2 separate regions of the Mus musculus genome follow, and region 2 is linked to region 1. The links are chromatin contacts, called in public HiChIP or PLAC-seq maps. All regions are on one chromosome and are shown on one strand. Each heading gives the region's core, a stretch centred on a gene start, on an enhancer-like site or on the middle of the called end of the contact. The rest is flanking DNA. Distances are from core to core; before and after follow the strand shown.

Evidence for each region. HiChIP or PLAC-seq counts read pairs in DNA pulled down with a chosen protein or histone mark.
Region 2: an H3K4me3 HiChIP or PLAC-seq map of embryonic basal ganglia shows a contact between it and region 1, with 2.6 times the contacts expected there. The contact joins two enhancer-like sites. A contact is called at or near these places in 1 of 39 promoter capture datasets (the C10 cell line), 3 of 15 datasets of contacts at CTCF or cohesin (CD8 T cells, pro-B cells and stem cell-derived epiblast-like cells), 50 of 484 Hi-C or Micro-C datasets (3T3-L1-derived adipocytes, the AML12 cell line, B cells and 31 more), 7 of 115 datasets of contacts at active chromatin or transcription factors (DN3 thymocytes, T-cell acute lymphoblastic leukemia, a beta-TC-6 cell line and 4 more) and 4 of 9 other capture datasets (adipose tissue, embryonic stem cells, embryonic tail and 1 more).

What each region holds. Positions count from the first base shown.
Region 1 is chr14:65,402,118-65,407,039 of GRCm38.p6, reverse strand. Pnoc (prepronociceptin) reads left to right here. Exons shown (of 4, transcript NM_010932.2): 3 at 1,854-2,336. The coding sequence ends at 2,291. Among named protein-coding and RNA genes, the nearest start is that of Pnoc, 21 kb to the left of the region's middle. Within about 2 kb of position 2,084, at least 24 of the 459 cell types and tissues checked have an H3K27ac peak or open chromatin away from gene starts, as enhancers often do. A contact at or near this core is called in embryonic basal ganglia, where this site is marked.
Region 2 is chr14:65,540,804-65,545,725 of GRCm38.p6, reverse strand. All of the region lies in intron 14 of Elp3 (elongator acetyltransferase complex subunit 3), which reads left to right. Among named protein-coding and RNA genes, the nearest start is that of Elp3, 50 kb to the left of the region's middle. Within about 2 kb of position 2,640, at least 24 of the 459 cell types and tissues checked have an H3K27ac peak or open chromatin away from gene starts, as enhancers often do. A contact at or near this core is called in embryonic basal ganglia, where this site is marked.

The DNA of each region.
Region 1 (4,922 bases), core at 835-3,334:
GATTCAGACACCCAAATGGCCCTTTGCTCAGTCTCTTCAGAAGCTCAGCTTTACAAATCAATTTGGCACCGGTCAGATCCCAGATGCTCATGCAAACTCTGGCTTAATATAGCAACGTCATCATCATGGCTGAGAAAACGTGTCCAACTCACTTAATAAGCCACCGGTTCATCCTGGCAAAATAGCTGATAAGGACCCCAGACCAGACCATAATAAGCATTAGGCTCATATGCCATCTGGCACTAAAAATGCTACTGTACATTTAAGTCCCCCAGACTTGCCTCAAACCTTCTCCTAAGCCAACAGTTTGTGATGATTTGGTCAGTATCTGATTTATCTGCTATGAGTGAGTTGAATCTCAATAAAGACCGTGGCATCTGGTTTGATCACAAAATTTCATTTTCTCACATAGACACAAAATCTAATTACCATCTGGAATTAGAAGCCTGGGAGTGTTCAGTTTTAGTGGCCTCTAGACTTATCTCTTCCACCAGTAAACCAAAGGAGCAGAGAACTGAGCAAACACTGAGGGCTCCTTCTCTGTGAAGTTGAACCAAGTGTTCCTAAAGGCTGAGCTGCTCCCAGCCCCCACCTCTGGCGGGCTTCTCAGTGCTGCACACACCTCCCTGTGCTGCTGCTGCCTCCGGAGAACACTGTCTCAGCCGATCTGCCACCATGGGCATGAGGAGTTGGGCATCTCTTTGATGCTGGCGTCTGTTCTGTGCACCAAAGGAGTTTCGCTAACGTCTTCAGCCTCTACATAGCATTAGAAGACACACGTGGGCTCGGTTGGTTAAGGGATCCCCTTGTAAGGATGAGGAGCTGAGTTCACTCCCCAGAATCTGGGCTAGAATGATGCCCATATACGTTGTGGAAATTACTTTCATACTAAATTACTTATCAGAAAGAAAATTATGATCCTTTGTTTAACTTTCTAATAAGTATTTTTGATATAATAGTTGCAATGCATTTTTGTAATTAAACTTACTTTGGAATGCAAAAAAAAAAAAAGCAGGTGGCATGTATTTGAACTCCCAGCACTGGGAATGTAAAGACAGGAAGGTCCCTGGAATCCAATGACCAGCCAGTCTAGCTTAATTAGTAAACTGCAAGCCAAAGAGAGACACTTCCTAAAAAGAAACAGACAAGATTGCCAAGGAGGATGCCCAACGTTGTCCTTTGACCTTCATGCACACAAATTTTTAAAGACAAATGTTATGACAACCAAATGTGTCCACGCACTGATTTGTCTAGAATATAAGAGAATTTAATTGACTGCCTAGCCTACTGATCACTATATAGAGAAGACACTTACCCAGGACTCCATATGTGAGTAAAACGTACTCCTAACTTTTTAGATTATGCTTCATGAAATAAGACAAATATCTCTATCATTAAAATCCCCACAGGAGGAATGCAAAGTTGGGTAGGAACACGGATGTAAGACAGAGTAATTCTTTCCAAGGAACCAAAAGAAGATAATATAAAGGTGAAGAGATAAAGTTAGGATATGGCCAGATCTGCAAGGATGGGAGCAGGAGGGGTCATTCCTTCAGAGGGCACACAGTGACAAAAGGCAGGGAGGTGTATGAGGTGTAGAAGCCCTGTGTGCCTAGGGGACTGTGAAAGATGAGGAGTGAAAGTGACCTCCCTGAAATGATGGATCATGACCTGAAATAACACATAAACCCTTTTGTCCCCTTAGTTGCTTTTTGCTGGGGCATTTTACTATAGCGAATTAAAGTACACCAGTAAGACTATACATGAGAATTAAATCTATCTGCTGGTATCAGAGATCTAAAGGTAACAGGGAGCCAGTGGATTTGACTGTCCTCCTGCTTGTATCTTTGCAGACGTGCATCCTCCAGTGTGAAGAGAAGGTCTTCCCCCGCCCTCTCTGGACTGTATGCACCAAAGTCATGGCCAGTGGCTCCGGGCAGCTCAGCCCTGCTGACCCAGAGCTTGTGTCAGCTGCTCTTTACCAGCCAAAGGCCTCGGAGATGCAGCACCTGAAGAGAATGCCGCGTGTCCGGAGCTTGGTGCAAGTGCGAGATGCAGAGCCTGGCGCAGATGCTGAGCCTGGCGCAGATGCTGAGCCTGGCGCAGATGACGCTGAGGAGGTGGAGCAGAAGCAGCTGCAGAAAAGGTTTGGGGGCTTCACCGGGGCCCGGAAATCAGCCCGGAAGTTGGCCAACCAGAAGCGGTTCAGTGAGTTTATGAGGCAGTACCTGGTCCTGAGCATGCAGTCAAGTCAACGCCGGCGCACCCTGCACCAGAATGGTAATGTGTAGCCAGAAGGAGCCCCTCCCAGCTGCACCGGCCACTGCAACCCATGAGTGAGTTGGGCACCAACTAGCAGGGGGCAAGAAGTGACTTCATTTACCCAGCTGTCTCAGACTTCTTCCCAGGCCTAGAAACACATTAGCCAGCCCCCAATCTCTCTCTCACGCGCGCGCACACACACACACACACACACTCACACACACACATTCACCACCCAATCCCTCTCCCCACACACATCTCAAGGATTCCGGTCCTTGAGAGGTTTGGTTGGTTGAAGAAATTCACATCTCTGCCTCTCTACCCATTTCTCCAGGAAGCAAAGTTTTTCCCACCATTCTCCTTGAGGCTGACCACTCCCATTCAGAGACTGGTTACCATGGGGATAATAGTAGTATGTTAAGATAACTAATTCCTCTATAGCCCTCCAGGAGCTTAGTTACTATGGGGACAGTTAAGTGGACCAATTCTAACAGCCGGTTACCATAGCAACCATTCAGCTCACCTTTCCTCAGAGACTTTATCTGCAAAAAGCCAATAGCCAGCCCTCCTCTTAGCCATTTGCAAAGAGGCCGATTACCGTTCTGCTTCAAAGACAGCTTATCCACCTCACCCTGCATCGCAAGGTGGCTGGACTCCATGGAAACCGTTACTATTTCCCATTTGCCCTTGCCAAAGACTTTTTGTTGAGACCCAGAGTTATGCTTTTTGCTCTCATTTCTTCCTCTAACACTTTGGTTACCCTGGCACTTTGCCAAGGAAAGACCAGTTCTTTATCATTAATGGCGTCCTCGCTGAACCGGGATTCCAGGATTTCACCTAACGGATCGAGTGAGTTATAAAATATGTACTAATGAAGGAATTTTTTTTCCTTCAGTTTTTTGCCTCTTTCCAGGATAACATTTGTGATCTTTTCCTACCCTCCGGTACACACACACTCATATAAAGTCTATCAGAGAACTCAGAAGAGAAACCCAATTACAGTTGGCTGACTCCAAACCCAACTCTCACCAGTGCACTACTGTGGACTGGCATTAGAAATTAATAATTCCCAGTTAGAAAAAACCCAACTGTCAGGTCTGTGCCCCTTCATGTAAACATCTCCTGAGACAGCTTGGGGGCCAGGGGGACACGCCTTATACAAAAGCACCAGTTAGTCTGACAATATGGTATTGTCCCAACAGAAGCTATTCCCCACTTCTGAGGCAGAGAAGAAACAAGCATGCAGCCCCTTTTTGCTTCTTGCGCACCCAAGGCAGCCATGTCGTTCATAATCCTCTTTCGAGGTAGAGCCATCTATATGCTAATCTTTGGTGCCCACACTCTCCCATACAGACAGCCTGCATAGCCCAAGCTGTGAGGCTACTTGTCTGCAGCAAGCTTATCCCCCAAAATGGACACCCTTACTAGGTTTCGGGGAGACAGTTGCTGCATTTATCTTAACAGAATGATTCATCTCTGAAGATCTCAAGTGAACTTGCACACGCTGAAGTCACAACTTCTGTTCTTGGCAAGCAGTCTATTTCTTTCAAAGCCAGACCTATCTGATATCTAGTAGTAAATCTTCCAGAAGTAGCATGAATCCTTCGAAATCTTAATGACATTCTTCAAAGGGGCTCTTAAGGGACACCAAAGCTCATATCTAACTCTAAACCACAGCAATATTCTTTACAGTTTAAGATCAGTCCCATTAGCAAGAATCAATTTATTTGGAAGGAAAAAGAAAAAAAAACCAAGCAAACTATTTGAGCCAGACAATTGGTTTTTCTGATTTTCTATTATACTTCCAGCTGAGAGGTGCTGTAACAGGGCTAATAAGCTCCTTCTCTCGGCTTCTCTGCTTAACATGCAAAATTCTTCATGGATACATTAGCCAGCTCATTTGGGTATTATTAATGGCTGTCCTCTCGTCTCTCTCTCTCTCCCTCTTCCCCCCTCCCTCTGTGTGTGTGTGTGTGTGTGTGTGTGTGTTTCTGTCTCTGTGTCTCTGTTTTTGTGTCTGTGTCTGTCTCTCTGTGTCTCTGTGTCTCTGTGAGTGTCTCTTTCTGTCTCTGTGTCTCTTTCTGTCTCTTTGTGTCTGTGTCTCTGTCTGACTCTGTCTCTGTCTCTCTCCCTTTTGACCTCCCCCTCCCTCCTCCACATGCATGGTGCTGAGTTCCAGAGTGGATGTTTGTTAATAAGCCTGGCACAGCCAGAGGAGACCTTGTGTTTATGTGCATACACACAGCCCAACCTGCCATGTGCGTGATAGAAATCCTCCCCTGCTAGCCAGCTCCCATTGCCAAAGTTGTTCTTGGCGTCTAAGATGCTATTGCCAATCAATGCTCAGAAGATTGGAATGAAGAAAGGGGGCCACCCAACGCTGGAGTGGAATGGAGAACCTATTCCAAGTGTAATGATGGCCTAGGAGATGGGCCACAGTAGTGCAGACCCTGCTTTGGACAGAGATCTTGGGGACAGCCTCTCCTCTGACCTGTACTTCCAATACTCTTCTTCTGCATCTGGTCTTGACCTTCTAGACATTGGCATCACACTCATGATCCCACAGTCACGACATCTAACTTAGATAAGCCACATAAGAGAACTGTAAGGACTCTGTTTAACATAGACGCTGTGCCAAGAACTGGAGAGAGATGACTGTT
Region 2 (4,922 bases), core at 1,391-3,890, 140 kb before region 1:
TGCCTGTACATCTGGGTGGGGCTGATCCCCACAGAGCTTGCTAAAAGTCATTTTAGCACATCCTAGCTCTTTAGGTCTAGTTGCGGATGGAGAGCCCACAATTGCTAACCAGCCAGTGTGCTGCCTCTGATTGCCCTCAGACCATGGATGAGAAGCTAGACTTTAGTATTCTCCAGATGCCGTCCTTTCTTCCCAGCCATCAAGGTTGTAACTCTGGCCCATAGCCCTACACCCCCAGATGGCACTGAGTCATGTGACTTTCCAGTGTCTTTGAGAGCCTAATCAGGTTTCCATTTTCCATCACTGCCTTTCTGCCATCGTTTTCCCTCAGAAGTATCCACCCAAGGCCCCTGACTTGCCTGAGGTCAAATCTAATTGCACATAAGAGCCTCAGTCTGTTTTTCTCTGAGCAGGGTGTCTTTCTGAGTGGGAGTCAGTCAGCATCTGTCCTCACCAGCTTTTTATCATCATCTAAATGATAGCTCAATTTCATGTCATCTGCATGGTGAATTCCTAAAATAACAAGAAGTGACTTACTTAGAGAAGCAGGCAAGGGAACCTTTCTGTCAGCTGCAATGCTGGGTCTCCTCCCCTGGCACCCTGCAGAGGGTTCTTCTCCAGCTAGAATGGGTTTCTATAGGAACAGCCCTGAAGGGAGTTCTTTGAGAGAAAAGTTGGCGAGCATCGTTGGCTGTCCTCTGGTCTGGGAGCCACTCCATTGTGTAAAGAAAGCTTCATATAGATTCCTTGACTTCCTCTTTGGCCCTGACCAGCCTTCCTGAGGAAACATTGGACACATTTGCTATGTGGCAAGTGCATCTTCTTCTCTTAGTCCTGTATCCCTGATCTGAGAAATCTGTTGTTCAGAACTTAGAGGATAGCAAGTGTTTGTTATTGTGCTGTGTTGTTGATGTTGCTTTCTCCTTCCACTTGTTCACCTTGGCTTTGGATTTTCTAAATCTGCTGCTGCTGCTGCTGCTGGTGTGCGTGTGTTTCCATAGATGATCCTTTAATTTCTTCAATAATTACTTCCATCCTCGTTCTCAGTGAGGCATTTGATGATGAAATTGGTGATGCTAAAGTTTTCATAAGCAGTTGATCCCAGTCATCGATCATGGATACATAACTTTGGCCACAGCTGACACCTTTCTCTGACGTTGTTCTCAGCTCATAACTCTGTGCTCTCTATGAGTTGTGGCTTTTTTTCTAAGTCACACGCAGTGGTGGCATGGCTTCCTGACTTGGCACGATTCGTGAGGACAGGAGAGACAGGACCATTTATCATTTTGTTGGCCTGGCTGTAAGTAACGCATTTATGTAGAGCTTGGAAAATTCTGCTCTGGTTCATTCCAGCTTCTCCTCATCCTGGCAGCAGGTTCCCTGCTACTCAGATTTATGATCGGGGCTCTACCTCTAGACAGTATTATTGACGTCACTGTAGATCAGAGAGGTGCTGTATATTCTCATTTTCCCTATTTAAAAACATTGCTTTCATCTGTTACCTCCATGTATTTATTAAAAAGTATACACATGTGCCTGATGAATCAGCCTACGGCTAAAGCTGGAGGAGAAAAACTGAAACTGCTTTAAGCAGTCGGTCAGATGAAATACTTAGTAAGAGGCATTCAAGTTCACTCACTTTAAAGTGTATAATTGGCTTAGTAAACAGTTTTAAAGTTAACTGTCATCTTTAAGTGTGAAAATTATTTAAAAGCAAAAATTAAATATTGTTTCATTGCCATCAGAATCACTAGGTGTGTTGAGGGGAACAATAAAAATATAATCTCCACGCTCTGAAGCCTGAACCAGGAGGATTGCTGTGAGTTTAAGGCCAGCATGGGCTGCATAGTGAGACTCTCATCTCAAGAGGAGGCATGGTGTTGAGCTGCCTTCTGGGACTGAACGCTCAAATGGGCAGGAAACCTGGTCTCCACCACTGACCCCATCTGCAAGCGAGGATGAGTCCCAAGGGAGTCTAAACTCCTTCCTTAGACCCAGGCCAATTCTCCACCAGGATTAATTGCTTCTTCCCGCACACAGAAATGGGCAAATCACTGCTCTAAAACCAGCTGTTTATAAAGTAATGTATAGGCAGGGAGTAGCTGTTAGCTCTTGCTGAACTACAAAGCAGTCAGTCCCAGCTGGGATTGCGGCCTTTACCATCTTAACAGTCTCTGTGGGTGCCCAGCTACGGAAGATGAACAAGTTGTGTTTACTTTTAAAATGTGATGTTTTGCCTACATATAGTGATCAGCAGTCCGTCTATCAGGAAGCAGTTTGTCTCATTCCTTCATGTATGCTGTAAGGTGCAAGGACCTCTACTGTGGAAGCTATCTACAATCTTTAAAATGCCATCACTAATAATCACCATGGAAACCAGAATTCTGATGTCACAATGTCCATACGATTTCTACAAGGGCAAATATAACTATCAATAGCCACTGTTTAAAAAGCCACTTAACACCTTCAACAGAATGAGGGATTTTTCCCCCACTCTGGCAATCTTGGCTAGGTATCAGATTCAATCATGTTACTGTTTCAGTTTGCCAAGCTAATTGCTATGCGCTAAGATAGACAGCTATTCCCCAAGCTCCCTGACTACCTTCGTCATAAGCAGTATTCTATTTGTGATCCTTCAAGTAGAAAATTAATATGGCCATTGGCCAAGAGCTGTACAAGCTTGATAGATCACACAGTGATGGTGAGAGACGAGAAAAGGTCTGAGTGGTTCATGTCAGAAGTCTTCCAAGTCAGAGCGGGAGAGCCATTCTGTTTAAATCTGTTACAGTGCCAGTGATGAGCGGAGGGGAGGGAAAAATTTAAAATACAGGGTGAGTAAAGCAGGCAGTATGGATATGAGGTCATTCTTTATCATGATACCCTATCATGATACCCAAAGCCATGTGCCCTAAAGCTGTAACTACCGTCCCCAGTGGTGAAAAATTAATGTGTCTGTGCCTTATATAATCCAATATAGCTTCCTAGACAGAAATTAATGGTTTTGTGCCCCAGTACCGCTGATTAATAATGCCCTGTGTAGGCAGAAAGTAGTAGTTGTTTCTTAGGCTTTGACCAGCTGAAATTTACTTCCTGGACCTGAGAAACCTCACCTGTATCCCAGGCTTCAACACAACTCCCTCCATTTTGGGTGAAGGTTATTTTATTCTTTGCATTATAATCTAGTTGAAAAGCAGGGTCTATTTGTAGCCACTTCTGCCTGATAATGGACTCATAATCCTACCAGAGTCCCCAGAAGAGCTTCTCTTTATTATGGCGGACTGTTTGCTAATGGGTCAGGGAGCCTGCCAAATGCAAACCAGTTTGTGCCACATGTGCATTTGTGTTAATACAGGACTTAGCAGAAAGGAAGAGAAAAGGTTTCCTCTTTTGTGCTCTCTCCTTCACCCTTCATATAATTTTCTTGTAAGTAAATTACTCCTCAGCATCCCCTAATTAAATGCACATTTTCTGGCTTCCTTGTGTCTTCCACTTTGGTATTCTAACAGTGGCCATACATGTTGTCTTTTAGATGTGTGCTCCAATGGGATTGTTCTTATTACTATCATCTTGCTTTTAAAGACAATAGATACAGCATAAAAACTTGTACTATCACAAGTCCTCTATTAAATTCAGCATCATTATTAATCAGACTGGCATTGATGGCATAGAATGCTGTTCAGCTAGATAACAAGTTGAGTGCATGTTTTCTAATTGATGTCCGTCGTAGCTCAGCTGTGGAGGCATTATTGCTTAGCTCATCTGGGGAGTCTTATTTCCTGGTTTGACACGTGTCCCTTATGATGAGTCAGGTACCAGTTTACTGTAGATGAATGAGACACCAGTTTGCAGCATTTTGCATTAGACCATCCCACAGTAAGCATCACGTGACCGTCCTTAGTGCTCGTGGCCACAGTATTTCTCAGTAGGCCACCATTTGGGTCTTGGGGACATTTCCTCAGCAGAAGCAGTAGCGCTGGTTGTAATGGCCTGTCAGCAGGGAAAGAACTACACTGTGGCATTTATCTTTTAGCCTTCTTGTGTTTGATAAATGTCTGTTTCACCCTCCAAAGGCGAGCCTTGCTTCCATGGCCGTACTGTAGTAGGCTTCTCCCCAGCCTTGTACCTACTAGTACCCAACTAGCACCAAACTAGTCCTGTACCTAGCCTGTGGATTTTGGCAGTGATGGTTAATATTTTCAGCTTAGAATAAAGAATGGGTCGTACCATGTGCTCTGTGCTAATATCCCTAAAAGTCTAGGAGCTTTGAGCTCATGGCTGCCTGCCTTTATTGTAAAGTGGGTGCTTCTCAGGCTTCTTGCTGGGGAAGCAAGCCTTCTCTAAGTACAACCTCACTGTACTGGAGAAGCAAGCTTTCTCTAAGTACAGCCTCACTGTACTGGAGAAGCAAGCCTTCTCTAAGTACAGCCTCACTGTAATGGAGAAGCAAGCTTTCTCTAAGTACAGCCTCACTCTACTGGAGAAGCAAGCCTTCTCTAAGTACAGCCTCACTGTACTGGAGAAGCAAGCCTTCTCTAAGTACAGCCTCACTGTACTGGAGAAGCAAGCTTTCTCTAAGTACAGCCTCACTGTACTGGAGAAGCAAGCCTTCTCTAAGTACAGCCTCACTGTACTGGGGAAGCAAGCTTTCTCTAAGTACAGCCTCACTGTACTGGGGAAGCAAGCCTTCTCTAAGTACAGCCTCACTGTACTGGAGAAGCAAGCCTTCTCTAAGTACAGCCTCACTGTACTGGGGAAGCAAGCCTTCTCTAAGACAGCCTTTGGTCTTTTTTGGTTTTTTTGTTTGTTTGGCTGGTTGGTTGGTTTTTGGTTTTTTTTGAGTTTTTTGTTTTGATATTTTATGTATTTACATTTCTCCTTTTTAAATGTTTTATTGCAATATTGATCATGAAATAATATCTTTT